2 separate regions of the Rattus norvegicus genome follow, and region 2 is linked to region 1. A link is a contact called in public Hi-C data. All regions are on one chromosome and are shown on one strand. Each heading gives the region's core, a stretch centred on a gene start, on an enhancer-like site or on the middle of the called end of the contact. The rest is flanking DNA. Distances are from core to core; before and after follow the strand shown.

Evidence for each region. A called contact is a pair of places that touch in the nucleus more often than the background predicts.
Region 2: a Hi-C map of the A7r5 cell line shows a contact between it and region 1, with 9 times the contacts expected there. The contact joins the promoter of LOC102548794 here to the enhancer-like site in region 1. A contact is called at or near these places in 12 of 12 Hi-C or Micro-C datasets (the A7r5 cell line, the Rat2 cell line, Schwann cells and 7 more) and 1 of 1 datasets of contacts at active chromatin or transcription factors (oligodendrocytes).

What each region holds. Positions count from the first base shown.
Region 1 is chr12:20,665,117-20,672,045 of GRCr8, reverse strand. The region is part of intron 4 of Prkar1b (protein kinase cAMP-dependent type I regulatory subunit beta); the gene reads right to left. Among named protein-coding and RNA genes, the nearest start is that of Prkar1b, 43 kb to the right of the region's middle. Within about 2 kb of position 4,540, at least 10 of the 93 cell types and tissues checked have an H3K27ac peak or open chromatin away from gene starts, as enhancers often do. A contact at or near this core is called in the A7r5 cell line, where this site is marked.
Region 2 is chr12:20,889,434-20,896,362 of GRCr8, reverse strand. It overlaps LOC102548794 (40S ribosomal protein S27-like), which reads left to right and starts at 3,772. Exons shown (of 2, transcript XM_006248982.3): 1 at 3,772-3,781; 2 at 5,473-5,726. The coding sequence starts at 3,772. The coding sequence ends at 5,726.

The sequences.
Region 1 (6,929 bases), core at 3,291-5,790:
CTTCTTAAAAGTTGCCTTCGCCATGATGTTTTGTCACAGCGACAGGAAAGGAAGTCTGATGACCTCTGGCCTCTGTTATCCACTCAAGCACAGGTAACCACATAAACACACACACATGCTGCACACACACACACACACACACACACACACAAGACAGGCAGAGAAGAGGCCGTGTAGCATGCCGTAGTGAGTGTTGCTGGTGAGTCACTGACAACTTGCCCCAACCTAAAATCACCTGAAAAGAACGTCAATGTCAATAGAGGATCATCTGAATTAGGTTGGCCCATGGACACATCTGTGGGGAGCTGTCTTAGTCAGTTAGTGATATGGGAAGACTCGGCCCACTGTGGGTGGCGCTATCCCCAATGCAGGTGCAGCTGAACTGAGTGAGAGTGAAGAAACTGAGCTGAGCACGGGCACGTAGGCAGGCGTGAAGGCGTGTACCGCTCACTGCTCTCGACTGTTGATGTGACAGGAATTAGCTGCTTGAGTTCTTGCCTCGACTTCGCAGAAAGGATGGGCTGCAGCTCGGAACCGACAGCCGAATCAGTTGGCTCTTTCTTCCTCTAAGCTGACTTTGGTAGGGGTATTTTACCATAGCAACGGGAATGAAAGTAGACCAATCATGACACAAAGGTGACACAAAGGTGACACCCCATGGCATTGAAGGAAAACAGGGGTGTGGGGGAGGTCTGTGTACCATGGGAGAGGAGTCTAAAAAGAAGGGGATTCAAATTAAGGGCTGTGTTTTGTTTTGCTGTGATGAGGTCTCTTGTGGCAAGCTGGGCTTGCTTACAACCCACAATCCCCCCGCCTCTGCCTCCTGAGTACTGAGATGGTGGGTCTTTGCCACTGTGCCCAACTGAGCCCAAATCTTTTTGCACTCCTCCTTGTTTAAACTATGTGTCAGAGGCCTGAAAAGGAAGATCAGGGGAGAGGTCTGCTCAGGAGGGCCCCAGGGCAGACATGAATCTAGAACCAGACTGAAATACAGTTATATACTAACATAAATTACCTGCTGACATATGATTGCAAAGCCCACTTAAAACATCTAAAATGTAACACATACCAAACAGTACAAACAGTAAACGAGACAAGCCTGGTGATGCACATTTGTGATCCCAGCACTCGGGAGGCTGAGGCAGGAGGATCACCAGGAGTTCAAGACCGCTTTGGACTGTATCTAAAGAGTAGTGATTCTTTTGAAAGAGCAATACACGGGGGCTGACAGGGAAGTTCAGTCTCCAGATTCCACATGGCAGAAGAGGAGGATCTCCTGTAAGTTGCCCTCTGACCTTGACACGTACCTCTTCGCGTATACACTGCGGAGACACACACATACGTAACCCAACGAAAGAGCCCATAGTCAAAAGCAACAAAGGAATTTCGGTGTATGTCTGGCTGACAGCATAACCATGGCAGTAACAACGCTCAGTGGCTTTGAAATACTGAATGCCCAAGGTCAAAACTGCCAGACAGAGATCTTCAACAGCCCCGAGTCACCCTGTAGTGCGAGGTGGCAGGAACGTTGCTATTCTGAGATACAGCGTGTGCTGTGGGACAAAGCAGAGAAGTCTTTCTTGGGTGTCACTGAAAAGGTGGGGGTGTGGGGAAGGTTTCAGCTTCCCAGAAAGAAAAGAGGGAAAGGCATAGGGTTGTGTTAAAACAAACAGGAAATCCTGTCGCCAGAATTAGACTGGGAAGTACCAACGTGAACTGATATGTTTATCTTTGAAAGGAAAACTCGGGGCTGGCGAGGTGGCTCGGCCAGTAATGGTGCTTGTCATACAAGCCTGGTGACCTGGGTTCCATCTTCAGTATCTATATAAAGGAAGGAGAGAACAAACCCACAAAGTTGTCCTCAGACAGACAGACACACACACACACACACACACACACACACACACACACACACAAATGGATAGATAAATAAAAGATATATTATCTGGAGAAAATATCCAGGAGTGAATGACCAGGTATTATAAATGTCTTTCATATTAGCATTCAGGAAGATCATGAATTCCAAGCCATACTGTCAGGGGGTGGGGGCGGGGCATGTTGATAGAGCTAGGTCAGTCAACAGTAAAGTCTTGCTGACCCTGTATGAAGACCTGAGTTTGGAGTTCACATCCACATAAAACTAGGGCATAGCCATGTACTATTGTAAATTCCAGCACTGGGGGAGCTATGAGGACTAGAAGATCCTTGGAGCTGCTGAGTAGTTGGTCTAATTGAACTGGCAAGCTCCATGTTCCGTTTGAAACCCTGACCCAAAAAAGCAGGGTATAGAATGACTGAGAGAAAGAGCTGACACCAATCTCTGGCTTCCACACACATATACGTGTACAGGAGGGAAAGAGGGAGGGAGGGAGGGAGGGAAGGAGGGAGGGAGAGAGGGAGGGAGGAAGGAAGGAAGGAAGGAAGGAAGGAAGGAAGGAAGGAAGGAAGGCAGGCAGGCCGGCCAAGGATCAATGTCAAATCTGAGAACAACAGGTGCCCCTCACCCCAAATCCAATCTGTAAAAAAAAGATGAAAAAAAAATCTTGATAGCAAAGCAAAACAAGAACAGATGACAGCTGGCCTCTGCCTGTGCCGTGGGAGTCCTAGCCAACCAAGACCAACACTAAGTCACATCATCCTATTTTCTTCTAGGAGTTTTGCATTTTTAGCTCTCACCCTGAAGTCTTCGATTCATTTGCAGTTAATTGTTATGTACGGTCTAAAACCAAGGTCAGACTTTGCTCTCTCTAGTTTTGCTCTGCCCAGTTTTCACAGCATCAGTTATAGAGTTTAAGAGAATACTGTAAACACACCCGCCCACTTCTTTTCTCCTTCCTTCTTTTCTCCCCTTTCTTCTCTCCCTTCCTCCCTCCTTCCCTTCCTTACCAGTGCTCTACTGAGCCACACCCCAGCCCCTCAATGAGGGATTCTAGGCAGGGCCTCTACCACTGAGCCACACCCCAGCCCCTCACTGGGGGATTCCAGGCAGGGGCTCTACCACTGAGCCACACCCCAGCCCCTCACTGGGGGATTCTAGGCAGGGGCTCTACCACTGAGCCACACCCCAGCCCCTCCCTGGGGGATTCTAGGCAGGGACTCTACCACTGAGCCACACCCCAGCCCCTCCCTGGGGGATTCTAGGCAGGGACTCTACCACTGAGCCACACCCCAGCCCCTCACTGGGGGATTCTAGGCAGGGACTCTACCACTGAGCCGCACCCCAGCCCCTCACTGGGGGATTCTAGGCAGGGACTCTACCACTGAGCCACACCCCAGCCCCTCACTGGGGGATTCTAGGCAGGGGCTCTACCACTGAGCCACGCCCCCAGCCCCTCACTGGGGGATTCTAGGCAGGGGCTCTACCCCTGAGCCATGCCCCCAGCCCCTCCCTGGGGGATCCTAGGCAGGGCCTCTACCACTGAACCACACACTAAGTCCCTCACAGAGGAAGTGTGCTCTGCCACTGAACTGTTCAGTGGAGGATTCTAGGCAGGCATGCTACCGCTGGGCTATTCCTCCCGGCCCAGTGTTTGAAAGTCCCCCTGCTGCTTGTCCTGCAGCTCTTCTTCCTGTCCCACTAAAACTTAAACAGGTTCCCACTTCCAAAGTTCAAGGGCTACAAACCATCCTCTCTAAATCTCTGGTCCACCAAGGATGGCTCTCAACTCCCACAGCCTAGAGAACTAGCTAAGATGATGGGGTAGCTTCCTCTGCTCTGAGGAAGGATCAACTCACATGTGGTTTCTAAAAACGGACACAGAGCAGGGGGACATGAGCAAGAGTCTTGTGTGCATGTGCGCACGTGTGTGCGTGCGTGCATGTGTGCACATTATCGCAAGGGACTTGACGGTAAGGTGATCTGGAATGAGATAAACCCAGGAAAAAGAACAGTTGAAGGGAAAAGTCCAGTTCTGAAGGAGGCTGAGCTTATGCCACACCCCCTCGATGGTCAGGCTCATTCCCTGCCTCCTCTGACATGTGCCTAGCAGCTGTTCAGGGTGGCTCCCCTCTCCAGCCCCCGCAGCCTGTCACAGGTCCTTCTATTTGCAGTGTTTCTATTGTAGTACTTCCCCTGCCTGGCTGAGGCTGGAATCAAGAAAAGTTTCTGACCCTGATAATGCCCAGGTGATGACCGCAATGTCCTCCTGGCCAGTACTCCCTTGTGGTTGGCTGTGGCCTTTCCTCTCAGGAAAGGGTACAGTAATAAGCAAAGACAGTACTCTTGAGCCCCAACATCCTCTTGGTGGCAAGGTGATTCTTGGGGGGCATACCACAGTGTGTCTGGCCCTCTCTTCTGGTGCAGGCTTGAGGAATGCTCACAAAAGCCTGTATCATCCCTCTCTCTGTGTCACCCTACCAAATGCGACAGAGAGAGCAGCTCGGGGTGGCCCAGAACCTCTTCTTGACCCCTCAAAAATCTGGGTAGAATTTAACTATGGCCAGCAGGGCAGATCAGCTTAGAGTTGCTGTGTGGAATAAGCCCCTGCCCTAGAGAGGCATATTCAGGTTCCCAGGGATGGTCCTGCTCTCTGTGATACACAGAGTGACTCAGCAAGAATGAATTCCAATTATTGGTCACAAAGGCTAGACATGTGTGGGTAGCATGCCTGTACTATCAGCAGTTGGCAGCCTGAGACAGGGGGGTCATGAGTTTCAGCCCAACTCAGGCAACATGTATGCATACAGACGCACACCAACCCCCACCATGGTCATGCACACACGTTGCTCTGCAGGCCCCTGTCAGTTCTGGTAAAGATTGGTCCGCCTTGCTGTACCTGCTGTCTGGATATCCATATGACATCTGGCCAGAATTCATAGCTCTTGGGGGTCAGTTAGGGCCCATCCTGTAGAGGGGAGCACTAATTGAGACTCAAGGAACAAGGACCAGCTTGGGACACACGCACAAGCATCCTGCGATGTACCAGACAATATGACAGATGGGGCAGGAGGCAGACAAATCCGTGGGATGTCCTAGAGCCCTGCACAGATGACCAGGGAGGCTCATGAGCTCTAGAACACTATATCTGAATCCAAATCACAGCTCTAGAGCTCTCTAGCTGGATTGCACACAAGTCAGTCAGCTACAAAGCCTCAAGTTTCCTTGTCTGTGAAATGGACTTACTGAGGGCTGTGAGGTGGCAAACAGTGCTGAGCCCTCCATCAGCTTCCACTTTGACACTTAGCCTGTGTGTTGGGAACAGCAGGGCTGGCCCAGAGACCTTCTCCCAGGAGCTGGACTCTACCAATAGCTGGTGCACAGTGACCCCAGGTGGCCGGCACCTGCCTGGCCAGTGACTGTTGTGACATAGTGGAAACATTGCTAGACAGGGCAGCTTTGAGGTCCAAGATCCCCAATCGTCTGTCTGTCTGTCTGTCTGTCTGTCTGTCTGTCTTCCTCCTAGTGTTGGATAAGTGTCACAGTGCTGCCATCTACAGTATATAGAACAGTTCCTCGGAGCATGTCTGCAGCTGTGTGACACCGTGGGGGAAAGTGGTCAGAGATAGCACTGCGAGGATATACAGACAACATTAGCTGCTACGGAGTGAGGAAAGCGTGAGCAGGCATGGATTCTGGAAGAGTCAGAGAGCAGAAGGGCAAAGCATACCACAAAATATCTCAGTAGTCCCCACCCCACCCCGTTCCCCTCCCCGAGAGCTGAGCAGCACTGGACAAGCTGCTGGACCCTTCTGGTCTGCTATCTGCTTCCTCATCTTGGGATTATCATGAAAGTAAATCATTAACACGTGAGGGTCCTGTGTGTCCACATATAACGCTTATCGGTCACCCTCTCCCAGTAGTCCATACACAGCCCTCCGGCTCAGAAACTCCAGGGATGCCTTGGGCACATGAGCAAGGCTTCTTCCACATGTCACGGCATGGAAGATAGGAATCTGCATGAGAAAACGGGCTTCGTCGTGTTTGACCCAAGTGCATTTCTTCCACGTATCTGTGCTATGCAAGTGTGCCTGATGCCAGAGGACAACTTTCTATGTCGTTTCTCAGGCTCCAGCCACCTTGAAGAGCACTGACCATCTAGACTGGCTGATGAACAAACCCCCAGGAACCCTCCTGCCTCAGCCCCTGATTAGTCTGAATGACAGTTCTGGGCCCCCCCAAGCCCAGCTACGAGGTCTTAAAACCATGGACAAAGGAAATGTTCATTCTGCCTTTTATAGATCTCGTGTACACCTTTTAGTGAATAAAATAAATTTGCGGAAACAGGAAGGCTCGATCCTCCAAAATCATAGCTCACACATTAATGTGAACCCTGAACCCAAGAGCTGAGAAGACCTCTCCCCACCCCCACCCCCCACCCCCACGGTTTGCTTCCTGCAAGCTTCCCATGCTCTGTCCCTATCCAGACGTTTCACATCCCAAACAGTCCCTAAAGAAGCCGGGGCGGGCAGGAGACCAGCTTCAGTGTCACATGTGGAGAGGGCCAGTGTGGGCACTCTGTACGCAGTTAATAAACACCTCAGAGTGAACCTGTGAAGAAAAACCTAAAATACTTTCAGAAGCCCCTGTGGCCCTACAGCTCAGTTCATTTGGATTTAAATGTCAGCCTGAAGCCCAGAGCAACAGCCCTGCCGATGTGGAGCTGTGGAACTACTTTTCCCCATTCAGGTCCCCAAGGCATCTTCTAAGTCTGTAAACATCTCAGGTCATTACTGAGCCCCTTGGAGATAGCACTGAGACCGTCATCCCCTCAGGGCAGGAGATGAACAGCAAAGGCCCAGTCCTCTGCACTGGACCTGTCTGCCTTAGAAGACTCATCTCCCCGGTCAGGCCTCTTGAGTCTCTTCATCCCTATTGGAGCAGAACTGACATGAGGGATGTAAAGTCACCTGGAAATATCACTATGGCACTTTTTTGAAAAAGAACAGGGTGTAGGAACTTCACCAACCACTTTCGAAATACCATCTGACCC
Region 2 (6,929 bases), core at 2,523-5,022, 230 kb before region 1:
GGCTCAAGCCCCAGTGAGGACATCTATGGGGGTCTGGGTGGGTGTGGCCCTGTCCATGGCTCTGCTCCCCAGGGCAGGGCACTACAGGGCCCTGCCACCCTTCCTGCCTCTGCCCCCTGAAAAGTCTTTGATCCCCATGCTTCTGGCCGCATCAAAGAACAACTATGCTAAGTCATATTTTTCCCCAAACCAGAGGAGTTCAAGGTCGGGCACAAACATTTGGCTCGTTATTTAGAAATAACACGTCCTCTGGGGCCCAGTATCAGATCAAAGCTCAGAAATTAAACTGCAGAGAAGGCGGCGGCTATGATCAGTGGATTTGTGTTTGCTTATGGGTTTTTTTTTCCCTCCCCTCAGCAGCTAAAAAAAGGGCCTCCAGATTGGCCTAGCGGTTTGGAAGTCTGGTCTGGGGTTCGCAGCTGGGAGGAGACAGCGCTCCGAGGCTTCTGGGTGGGGAGGCTGAAAATATTTGGTTGACATGACAATAGAGACAGCTTGGCAGCTGATCAAGTGTGGCCTCCAGGAAAATCGTCTCCCCGCTTGTGCCCCAGCCCCATTCATGGACATTTGAATGCATGCACACTAGCCTACATATCAGGGGCCTCCGAGACCTTGAGTATGCATAAGCACATGCATACATAGGTACATAAATGCACATACACATGGGTTCACACAAAGACATACACAGGTACATAGGTACATATAGGTGCACAGCCATACACACACACACACATAAAAAACACACATGACACACAGAGACACACAAAGGCACACACGAACATATGTGTATATAACACAGGTTCACAGGGGCACATATGAGCACATAGGCACACACACAGGATCATACGCAGGCACAGATGGGCACACACAGACACACAGGGGCACCCGGGACATACAGATACATATAGACACACAGATACACATAAGAACACACGGGCACACACACTGAAGCACACACAAAGGTGAACACACAGAGGTGCACACAGGTACATACAGGCACACACAGACCCATGTATGAGCAACACACAGATTTATAGCAACAAATAGGAAGGGAGTGGGAACTGGAGACCGGCTGAGATGGATCGTGATTGGAGGACGGCACGTGGATCTGCCCGCCCCCCTCAGGCTGCTTTTCAAAAGCCATCGCTCCTTACTCACCCTTCACTGTGAGGCTCCCTGACCCCACTGTGCACCTCTAGCCATAGTCAGAAGTCTGGGAAACAGGTGAGACACAAGGCAGGGATTATCACCATCCCCCGGTGGAACCTCTGACCTCTGGTGTCCTTTCTCTCTGACTAACCAAGTGCTCACAAGGGCATGGGCTGCCCCACTTGTGACCTCATTCCTCACCGTGTCCCCATATCCTTACCCTATGCTCCCATGTTCAGACCTCCAATCCTACCGCAGCCTGTGGCCTAATCCCCAGTCACTGCCTTCTCTAGGCCCCCATGTCTTGAGCCACAAACCTCACATCCCAATCCCCTAAAGCTTCCATCCTGCCCCAGACCCAAGTGCTCTGTCCCTGCAGAGAACAGTCCCCACCCCACCTCCCTCTGTGGTCAGGTGTGGAACTGCCTTGGTTCTAGGACCTGCCAGCCAAGATCCCATCCCATTGGCTGCAAGCATGATTCACCTGTACATGTGACCAGGGCTCAGCTAACGGGATGGCAAGGTGTTTACTGGGGCTTCTGGAAAGACTTCAGAGTCTTTGTCCTGAGTGGCAGGTGGGAAGGGTAGAATTTTAGCCAATGACAATGTCTCTTCCATGTGACGTTGCTGTCTGGGAACAGGTCAACATTGCAGACAGCCCAGGAAACTAGGTCCTGGAGGATGGCACTGTGAGTCACCTACTTCTGCCGCAAGACAGATCAGCCCTCAAATGCTACAGAGGTGGCTGGCGGCACGCAAAGCCACAGGCTCTGGATGGCTCAGCCTTGTGGCCCATAGGCCTGTACTGTACTGTCAGCCTTCTCGGGCCCTCCTGCTCCTGGCCTATGCCCCCGTTGCATAGCACTGGCTGGCATGCAACCCATCAGGCTCTCCCAGGCATCTCCCAGAGAGATCCTTAACCACACTGCAGACTCCTTGTATGCCCGAGAAGGGAGCATGCCCGGTCCCAACCTGGCACTCATCTCATCTTGTCTGGTGGCTGGGGAATAAGCTGCCTGTACACCTGTTCCTATAAACATGTACATACATGCACACAGGTCCGCCGTATCACACATCTGTCTATGTTCATCTGTGTGGAGAGAGATAGACTGTCTCTGCTCCACCAAGAAGAGATTTGAATTTGAGTGATGTATTTGAGAAGGAAAATGAGGAAGTATTGTCCAGGGATGAGACAGAACCCAGAGACAGAGGACAGAAGGAGCCAGGGGTGCTCTGTCAACTCACGGGTGTCCTTCTGGTCTTATGTCAGCTGACATAAGCTGGAGTCGTTGGGAAAGAAAGGTCTCAACTGAGAAATGGCTCCATATGATCTGCCTATAGGCAAGTTTGTAGAGCATTTTCAAATTTTTTTTTTAAGATTTATTTATTATATATAAGTACTCTGTAGCTGTCTTCAGACACACCAGAAGAGGGCATCAGATCCCATTACAGATGGTTGTGAGCCACCATGTGGTTGCTGGGAATTGAACTCAGGACCTCTGGAAGAGTAGTTGGGTGCTCTTAACCGTTGAGCCATCTCTCCAGCCCGAGCATTTTCAAAACTATTGATTGACATAGGAGCAGAGGGCAGCTCACCACGGGCAGTGTCATGCCAGGGTAGGTGATCTGACCTGTGTACAAAGGCATGCCGAGAACACTCGAGCAAGAAGTTGCCTCCATGGTCCCTACTTTAATTCCTGCCTTGACTTCTCTTAGTGATGGGGCGTGACAAGTTGGAAGTTGGAATAAACCCTTGCAGCAACAGAAAACTTCACTAAAACGATGGGGAACCGCAGAAAGGTCACAACGAAGTTGAGGGGGCAAATCTTAGTTGTGTTATCACAGTGGGAAATAGCTCCAAATGCATCCGGACCCCAGCTCTTCTGGGCCCTAGCCTTACAGACCTGTGCATCTCATCATATGAGTCTGTGGTGTGGATACCCCAAAATAGATGTGTGAACACATATATACCATGAGGCACACGTTCCCGGGCTGTGGGTTCAACAGCCTGTGACACAGCAGGAGAGTGTCCCACGTGGTTGAGACTTCCTTGTCTCCATCCCTTTTGAAAATGGGTGCTGTGCTCTCCATGAGCTGTCACAGGGAAGGAAGACCTGCAGATGCTGCTGGAGGGGAAATGTCCCTTTAATGTCTCTCCCGAAGCCTCATCTCCAAGGTTAGCATCAAAACCAAGACACATAAGAGGAGAGAAATGGGAAATAGCTGGCAGAAGACAGTTTGACTTTATTTTCTCAAAAAGCGACAGACACAGTGGCCCAGGTAAGTTTCTAGGCAACATTATTTTCGGTACCAGGTATTAATGGCATAAGAATTCACAAGTTAAGCAATTAGATGAGGTTGGCTCCTAGAGCAGCAGGTGCAAAGGACCCTTGTGTTTCAGACATCCACACACAAGGGATGCAGGCGTGGGTATGGAGTGAAAGCGTTGGCTCCACCCTTCTGTGTGTTCCTGAGATACTCACATCTTCCAGGAAGGCCGTGGGGAAAAGGATGGCCTAGTTTGGACACTGTCCCAACTGTGTTCCAGTGCCAAGAGACCCAGGGCTTCTCAGAGACAGCGCCTGACCAGAGTTTCCCCATGCTGTCTGCACCCTGATCACAATGCCAACAGGTACTCAGAGCTCAGGTTTCTAGGGAGCCTCATGTCCTGATGCCACAGCAAGACATGAGTTCTTTGAGTCTGTGGAAACTTGATGGGTAGTGACCTCCACCAAGGTCAGAGGGAAGACAAGAAGCTTCTAGACCAATCCACAGTCAAGGAAACTGAAGTTCCCTGGGTTGGCTAGAGTCCTAGGGACACACAGAGCCGGGAATGGGACAGTGGGGTCTTCCAACTCAGCCTCACATCTTCCCAGGTCTAGGATCACAATAGAGTTTATTCTGCATGGACAAGAGACAGGGCATAGCCTGAGGATACCTACAGGGACAGCCCATTGGAGCCATAACGCCCACCCTACCTATGTCTTAAAGCCTCCAGTTCCTCCTCCACTATGGGGAAAGCAGATGTACAGGTCTGTCATGAGTCACAGTGCCCCAAGGAGATCAGAAAGGAGACACAAGTTTCTACATAGGGCAGGGAGACCCGGGCACCAAAGGGTGTATAAGAGTTGCCCTGTTTGCTACAAGTGAACTTGGCTACACCAACCAAGCAACAAGCCTCATAGGTGGGCAGAAGTCACTCCCTTTTACAGCCTGCCCGTGGCTCAACAGAAAGTGTAGCACCATGTGAGAACAGGGATTTCATTTTCCTAAGGCATATCTGTGGTTCTAGGAGCTCGGAGCACACTCGGGGAGTCTGACAGTGTCCGAGGAGTGCTGCCATAAGTGATAATGAATTAGGATCAAGGAAGTGCTCCCTCAGACCCCATAGGGTTGAGGTCTGGTGCCTCCCAAGGCTGACAGAGGTCTGACCCCAGCTCCTCTCCAGTATCTGTTGCTGCCTATGGCGCTTGACATCCCTCAGTGTGGGCACATAGCCTGGTTATGTCCTCTACTGTACATGGCTACTCTGTTCACTCTTCTGAGGAGAGATCTTGTCGTTAGACATAAGGCTGACTTAAGCTAGGGAGGGTGATTTGGTTGCCAGGGTGCTTAGCTAACATGCGCAAAACCCTGCTCACCCCCCTCCCCCAGCGGTGGTGTATGCCTGTAAGTCCAGTGCCTGGAGGGTAGAGTCAGGAGGATCAGGAATTCGAGGTCATCTTTGCCTACTTAGTGAGTTGGAGATCAGTCATTCCTACATGAGAGACTCTCTCAAACCACAAAGACAATACCAAAATGTAGGCTTGGATCTAAAACCAGGGCTTTAACTACTGCCACCTGCAGAGGCCTGTTTCCTAAGAGGTCACGTTCTGCAGAGACAGGAATTGGGGATGGTTACTCATCTAGCATTAGCTAATTCCATCTAGGCCAAGAGGTCTGGGAAAGACACTGAAATCCCCTGCTGAGATTTAGGGACCCCAAGCAGGGTGAGCTACCACAGAGTCTGGGGAGTAACGAGGTAAAGAGATTCCTGACTGTGTGCTCCCAGGGTCAACTTGCAGTAAAGGTCCCTGTATTAGTTAGCCTTGGCTGTCATCTTGACACGGTCTGGAATCACTCAAGAAGAATCTCGGTTGAGTCATGATCTTTATCAAGTCGGTCTGTGGACATGACTACGGGTTAATGTGATTGTTTTAGTTGGTGTAGGAGGGCCCACCCCACTGTGGGTGGCACCATTTCCTAGGCAGGTGGACTTAGGCCATATAAGAACACTAATTAAGAGCAAACCAACACCTTTCCGGCGGTGATGACCTCCCCAAGAGAACAAGCCTCTAGCAGAGGATCTCCTTCATCCCTCTCCAGAAGAGGAGAAGAGGAAACATAAGAAAAAGCACCTGGTGCAGAGCCCCAATTCCTACTTTATGGATGTGAAATGGCTAGGATGCTACAAAATCGTCTTTAGCCAGGCACAAACGGTAGTCGGGTGTGCTGGCTGCTCCATTGTCCTCTGTCAGCCTACAGGTGGAAAAGCAAGGCTGATAGAAGGATGCTCCTTCAGGAGGAAACAGCACTGAAAGCCCCTGGTTTAAGATGATTGGGAACCTTCCCCATAAACACATTTTGGATTTTAAGAGAGAGACAGAGACAGAGACAGAGACAGAGACAGAGACAGAGACAGAGACAGAGACAGAGACAGAGACAGAGAGAGACAGACAGAAAGAGACAGAGACAGAGAGAGAGAGAGAGAGAGAGAGAGAGAGAGAGAGAGAGAGCGCAAACCAACAAGCAGGGTTCTTCCATTGTTTCTGCCTCCAGGTTCCTTCCTTGACTTCCCTCAGTGATGGATTGTGACCTGGAAGTCTGAGCCAAATCAACCCTTTCCTCAAACTTGCTTTGGTCATGATGTCTGTCACAGAAAACAGAACACAAACTTAAAAGATTTCCACCATTATGTCCCTGCCCCTTGGGCACCTCCATCTCTGGGGTTCTTCGAAGCAAATCAGACACCATGAAGACAAACCATGTCCACCAGGTGATGCCACATCCCCTTTCCTCCCGCTCCCTTCCTCCCGAATGTCAGGGCTGAAGAGAAAGGAGACATGGAGCTTCTGCCTGGGTGCTGCATTGCTGTCAGACATTCTAGAGATCCCAGGGCATTCCTATACTTGCCCAATCTGGAGAGACTCTAGCCAGTGTGGCCAGACGAACAGGCAGACCGTCCAAATGTCCTCATTGTCTGTCCTCAGCTTGGTCATAGACCCAGGGTTGCCCAAGGAAGTGAGGCCTGCTTCTACCTACCGACTTTCCGCAAGCGTGGCCAGGGCGGTCTGGGGTCCTCGGGGCTCCCAGGACCATCCTCTTCGCTCTTGCCCATCCCTGTGGTCCCTCCCCAACATCTTCAGCCATCAAATGATATCTTGGGGAATCCTAGCCCCAAGAGCTGGAGTTGGTAACCACACTATGGTCCCTGCTTTAAAGGGCAAGGCACCCAGTGTCCTCCCACAGGTGCCATGTTGTGGCCATTTCTGTATACCGCCACATCATCCTCTCCCAGGTGCCCATAGCTGTACACGGTGAAGACCTTGCTCCACGGATGCCCAGGCTCCTTGTTTACCAGCAGGAAAACAGTCCCAGCAGGCGGGTGGGGTGCAGGCTGTCCCTGGCCCCAGCTGTGGAGCAGCTGAGCTCACTGGAAACCAGCTAGGGACCTGAATGCCACTCTTGTCTGCTGGCCGGGTCAACAGCCTCTGTGGCTGCCCAGAGTCTCTATTGACTCA